Regions from separate parts of the Hordeum vulgare genome. Here region 2 is linked to region 1. The links are chromatin contacts, called in public Hi-C maps. All regions are on one chromosome and are shown on one strand. Each heading gives the region's core, a stretch centred on a gene start, on an enhancer-like site or on the middle of the called end of the contact. The rest is flanking DNA. Distances are from core to core; before and after follow the strand shown.

Region 1 (2,994 bases), core at 143-2,642:
ACGATCTCATAGTAGGGTAAGTGGCTGAGCACAATTGTAAGGTAAATAGCCAAAAATATCCAGAGCAAAGCCTCTCAATACCATCTGAGAGTAAATTCCTTGATGGGGCCTATGAAATTCTGAAATCCACCGAAACAGCAACAAACACATTGCAATTCCACTGGTCCTAAAATCCAGCCTATCGCACGTACAGAGAAGACGCGCCTTCGTCCAGCTATTGGTTGAAATGAATCTGTACTAACAACTAACAAGGACAGCTTATAGCTGGAGTCCAATCGACAGCTTAAAATCGAGCTCAATCCATCTAAAAATTTAACCATGGCCAAACACCTAAATTCGCATCCCATGATCGAAACACAGACACACGAGAAGCAACGTCAACGAAAGCTAAACTTCTGCAAAGAAAAATTTTACCAATCCAACCCCATAAAACTAACTCGGGAGTATTTTACTGGCGATGGTAAACCCCCACTAATTCAGCACAAAATCCGAGCTCGAGCGGCCGAGAAGCAGAGAAGCTGATGCGGCTCGGAGCTCCTACATACGAGATGAGAACATCAAAGTGAAAAAACGCGGGATAAAGCAGAGCTGGGCAAACGTTTTGACTTTTCTCCACAGGGAGTTCACGCCATGGCAGAAGCTAGCAATTCAACGCAGCCCTTGCACAAAATCCCCCACGAAAACGGCCGCAATTGCGCCTGAATCGGCAAGGAAGAAACCCAATTCCCAGCGGAGCGCGAGAACTTTTGGCCGGAAGAAGCAGAAATCAGGCGCGGCTCAAGTGGCCGGGCGGCATTGCCACGAGCAGAGGCACACCGGGGCCGCCGTGGGCGGGAGCAGGGAGAAAACGCGAGCAACGGGAAACGCGCCCAGATCCAAACCCAGCAAAACCAACAGAGAGGCAAGCACGCGCGGGACGGCATTGCGAGGGGGGGAAATCCGGCGGGGCGGGGCGTACGGATCCGGACCTCGGGACGCCTTGGTGGCCTTGTCGCGGATGACGGTGACCTCGTCGACGATGGCGACGTCGCGGAACATGGCGGCCAGCTCGGCCTCCGTCATGAGCTTGGGCACCTGGCCGACGAAGAGCTTGACGGAGCTCTCGTCCCTGCCGCCCCCGTCCTCCCCGCAGGCGTGTCCTGCTCCGACTGCTCCGGCGCACGCGGCCGCCGCGGGCTGCTGCTGCTCCCTGTCGCCGGCGTCTTCCGCCATTGGGCGTGGCTGGGCGTCGAGCTAGCTGGGTGGCTTAGGGTTTGCGTGGGAATTTGGGCGGCGACGGTGGAGGAGGCGGGGACGGGGACGGGGACGGAGACGGAGACGGAGACGGAGTCGGGGCAATTAATAGTAAATAAATACTAGTAGCGGCGTAGTGAATTAGGACAGGAGAGGGAGGAGCGAGCAATGGATATGGTATGCTGGCAGTGAGGGACAGCGAAGGGAAGACAAGGTGGTGTGATTTCCCCCCTCCCTCCCTCCCTCCTTCCTTTTTTTTTTCCTTCTGCTCTCCTCCCTCTTTTTTCTTTTCTTTTGAAAAATGCAGGTAAATGATTTGCATGTAGATTAATTAACCCAAAGGGATATTTTCCAGTTAGTTAGCGTAGAATTAGCCATTTTTGTTTACTATATGATGTTTAGTGCTGGTTTAAAATTTAGGCGAGGTCAAGATGATTTACGTGTGCTGACTGCTGACCGAGTTTGCCACTTGGTAAATTTAGGCGAAGTCAACTCGTGTAAAACTCAACTACAATGGAGAAACTTCCAGAGTTCTTTCATCAAAGATGCGAGAGAAACCTTCGTACCTCAAATGATACGACAGTTTGCAAATCCATCAAAATCGTGACAAAAAGGGGAAGAGTGTGAATTGATGCACATACAACAATATTTTTTTGCCACAATAGCTAAATGTTTGTCGATTGTCTTTCGGTTTTGGGTCGGTCGATTTTCAAGGAAGGAGCTCGCTGGCAGGCTACCCGTGAATGATGGAGGTGGGGTGATAACACGACGGCGCTGCAACTTCATCGGAGAAAATCTCCGTCGGCGCCAGGGGGTAGAGGGATGGCTAGGGGTCGACAACATGGTGGTGGGCCACAGTTGGGGGGAGGGTGGTGCAGCAAGGCTACACGGGAGCGTCGCCGCCCGCGAGCGGCGACATAACGAGAGGACGATAGTTGGAGGAAGAAGATGTGACCATCAACATACGTTTGTCATCCAACGACTCAAATTGATCCTAGAAATCGACTGGCCCAATTCAAAATTTGAGACGACTTCCATCCCATTTTTGTATGTATGAAGGTAAAATGACCAATAAATTGTTATGACGTGAACCAAGCATAGCGCGGATAGTTAGGTTTCTTGTAGTGGAACCAATCCATTAGAGTTCAAGTCCTAGACTTGGCATTGATGGTAGTATTATTTCGAATTTATTTGAGGCCTTTCGGCGATGAGCGTTCGGTGAAGGAGATGTTCTCATCGACTACGAAACATCTGTGATGATTTCGTCAATTTCAGATGACTCTCGACTCAATCTTTCGAAGGTGGTCATAGGAGTAGCGTCGGTGACGTCTCTAATGTGCTAAAAAACAAATTACCGTGACAACCTCTCCACGCCTGGCCGATTGTTAAAATGTTACGTACATGTATGCATTTTTGGGGGTCTCCGAGATCTTCCTCTAAAAGTAACTCTAGCAGACCCCGCATCCCGCCCCAGCCAGAAAAATAACTGTCAAAGTGCGGGTCGGGGCGGGAAAACCTGTCCGATCAGACCCCGGATCCCGCCCTGGCCCGCAAATATTTTTGCGGGGCGCGGCAAAACTTCTCCCCCATCCTCTAGTTTCACGGGCTGGGAGGCCGACCCGAGCTCAGCCCCTATCCGCAACAAGATTTGGCGGGAGGGACATTTCCGCACGGCCTTTCCCGCTCCCCCACCCACCGCCACCATTGCCTCGCCACCGCACGCTCCGGTGCATCCTCCGTGGCCGTCACTCGTCGCCATGG
Region 2 (2,774 bases), core at 102-2,601, 520 kb after region 1:
AAATCAGGGCCATCACAAACCAGTACTTCTTGGATAGTTTTGGTGGTAAGTTTATCATAGTGAGAGGAAAATAAGTACTCCCTCCGTCCCAAAATGTAAGATCATTATTGACACTATGATAATGTCAAAAATGGTCTTAAATTTTGGGACGGCGGGAGTATCATCTATCACTTCTTTGATACAGTTTGGAGGTTGTACCAGGACCATCTACCTTTTTTCAAAACAAACATTGGTGTCCAATTTGTTTGTTAACAGAATTAAGAGAATGAGTCAAATAGAAAGAATCCTTTCAAAGTTCAACATTTAACCATACGAAATAAACATAAAAGGCACTTCCTAAAGGGAGCTAAACCTCAGTCATCCATCCTTTTTATTTTGTAGTCCCTAGGGGATTCCAAGTAATAATCTAATTAAACGACTTAAGTCTCAACAGATGTCCTGCCAGACAGTTTATAAGGCAGGCACGTTCAGACATCCTCAGCATATGGCACTTCTGTCACTCTACCGAGTCGGAAATTGTAATCATCATAAAATAACCACACATCAGTCCATGAACATATAGTCAAAGTGCATCACTTCTATGTTTTGTAAGTTTCCAGAAGCAATAAACCTATACAACCGATCCAAAAACATTACTCTTAAGAGTCCTCAAATAAGGCAAAGAGATACCGCAATAATTCATGCCATCAAATACACTAACATGAACACAAATCCCCCCAATACTACACGACGTTGCTCTCTATCTGAAGCTTCCACTACATGGAATACGTGTTAAAAAGATTTCTGGGGACAAGGGAGGTTGGCACATTTCTTAGTCTGATCCACTCAAATCTTGACACTGTGAGCATCAGCTGATTAAACCGGAGAAAATTAAGGACCATTTCCCAAAAAATAAACCAGCCCAAGATCCAGCCTTCCGCCCAAGAACCACACCTGATCCGACCCCGGTGGCGCGGCGATCCGACGGAACGTCCTTCTGCGCGGTTCCCTTCTTGACGGGCTCCCCCTTGCTGCTCGACCCGAAGCACGGCAGGCACCCCATCCAAGAACCTCCCCTCCAGGAAAAAGATCAAGAAAAGGACGGCGGGGACCGACCCACCAGAGGAAACGGGGATCCCTCCCCGATCTGGGGGCGGAGGCACTCCGAAAATCCGATCTTTGGAGGATGTGGAGGGATTTGGATGGGATTTGGGAGCGGTGGGTCGGGGAATTTGGGGGGAGGGACAGGGACAGAACTATTGGGAGAACGGGCAAGAGAGAGAAAGCGAGGAGAGAGAACAGGATGACCGAGGTCCGAGGGCAAAAGTCAGCTCATGGCCGACTGAGGAGTGAGGAGAGGGAGAGAGAGTAACTCTGTGGAATGCACCGTCCCTCCCCGACTTGCAAATTTGAATCGCTGGTTCTTTTTCATCCGCAAGTTTTAATTTATTTATTTTTCGAGAATCAATGCATTGCATTAAACAGGAAGCAAAGACAAATCGCTCGCCACTAAACCGGATACATACGGATCGAGTCCGGACAGACTCTCCGACCATCAGTACACCTCATGCAGCAAAAGTATGAGCAACCTGATTGCAAATTCTAGGACAATAAACAAACCTACATTCAATAAAATTACAGCGAATGAATTCCTTCAGTTGATCAACCACCATGCCAATACAAGAAAGGTCAGTCCCGTCTTCATCCAGGGCCTCCTTCAGCAAAAGAGCATCCGTCTCCACATACACTCGCCCCATTCCCATCTCACACGTTATCTGAAACCCAGCCACCGTTGGAAGTTTTGATTTTGCTAACCTGGTAATAATTCGTTCGGCATTTAAAATGGCATCTGGTTTTTATGTTGTTGTTAAGTAGTATAGCATACTCCTTCTGTACCATAATATTTATTGTCCTCAATAACAAATACTTTCTTCGTTCTTAAATATAAGTCTTTTTAGATGTTTCACTAAAAGACTACATACAGATGTATATAGACATAATTTAGAATGTATATTTACTCATTTTGCTTTGTATGTAGTCTTTTAGTGAAATCTTTAAAAAGACTTATATTTAGAAACATATTGAGTATTTAGGAACGGAGGAAGTACAACTCTAACCGATCCCCTATATATAACCAAGTAAACCATTGATAAAATATTTGTATTCCACTAATATTTGACCAGACCTAATCGATCCCCTATATTTAACGGAGTAAAAGTTAAATTTACATAAAAGTTCAACCTATTTCTGATTTAAACAGCCAAAATTGAAAATATCGTCTTGACAACCAAAATTTAAACTAAAATTAAACTTAAAACTAAAACTAAGCATAAACATAAACTTAAAACTAAACTAGTCTTCAGCATCGTCATCGTTGCCATTGGCAAGGTCGAGCCAATCTTGCCTTGTCATCCCACCGTCCATTGGGTTGGGGTCGGTGTCGTTGTTGCCGGAGTCGGAGAAGATGCACCACTAAGGGTGTCCCGGACTAGGGGGGGTACCAGCCCGAGGTGTTTAGCCCACACGGGCCAAACTAGGGTCTCTCGAGCTACCACGTAAAGGACGGTTGAAGTATCAAGACTTGCTCGTGCATAAGATGGAAACTGCCGAAGACTTGATGTACACTCCAAGGATAGTTTTGTATTCGGCATATCAGTAACAAACCTAGCATGTAACCTAGGTACCCCGGGAATCTACATAAGTTTGGGGGTTTGGTCCTACAGGGGACAATTACTCACTTTAGAGTTTAGAGCTTACACAAACGATCTCGAGGTAGATCATCATCTTGTACTCGA

What was found. Hi-C and Micro-C count contacts between places; a contact is called where the count stands out from the background.
Region 2: a contact with region 1 is called in a Hi-C map of seedling, with 3 times the contacts expected there. The contact joins the promoter of LOC123440335 here to the promoter of LOC123440285 in region 1. A contact is called at or near these places in 2 of 6 Hi-C or Micro-C datasets (leaf and seedling).

What each region holds. Positions count from the first base shown.
Region 1 is chr1H:398,169,717-398,172,710 of MorexV3_pseudomolecules_assembly, forward strand. It overlaps LOC123440285 (RNA-binding protein BRN1-like), which reads right to left and starts at 1,393. Exons shown (of 9, transcript XM_045116866.1): 1 at 969-1,393. The coding sequence starts at 1,212.
Region 2 is chr1H:398,685,062-398,687,835 of MorexV3_pseudomolecules_assembly, forward strand. LOC123440335 (receptor-like cytoplasmic kinase 185) reads right to left here and starts at 1,352. Exons shown (of 5, transcript XM_045116910.1): 1 at 934-1,352. The coding sequence starts at 1,042.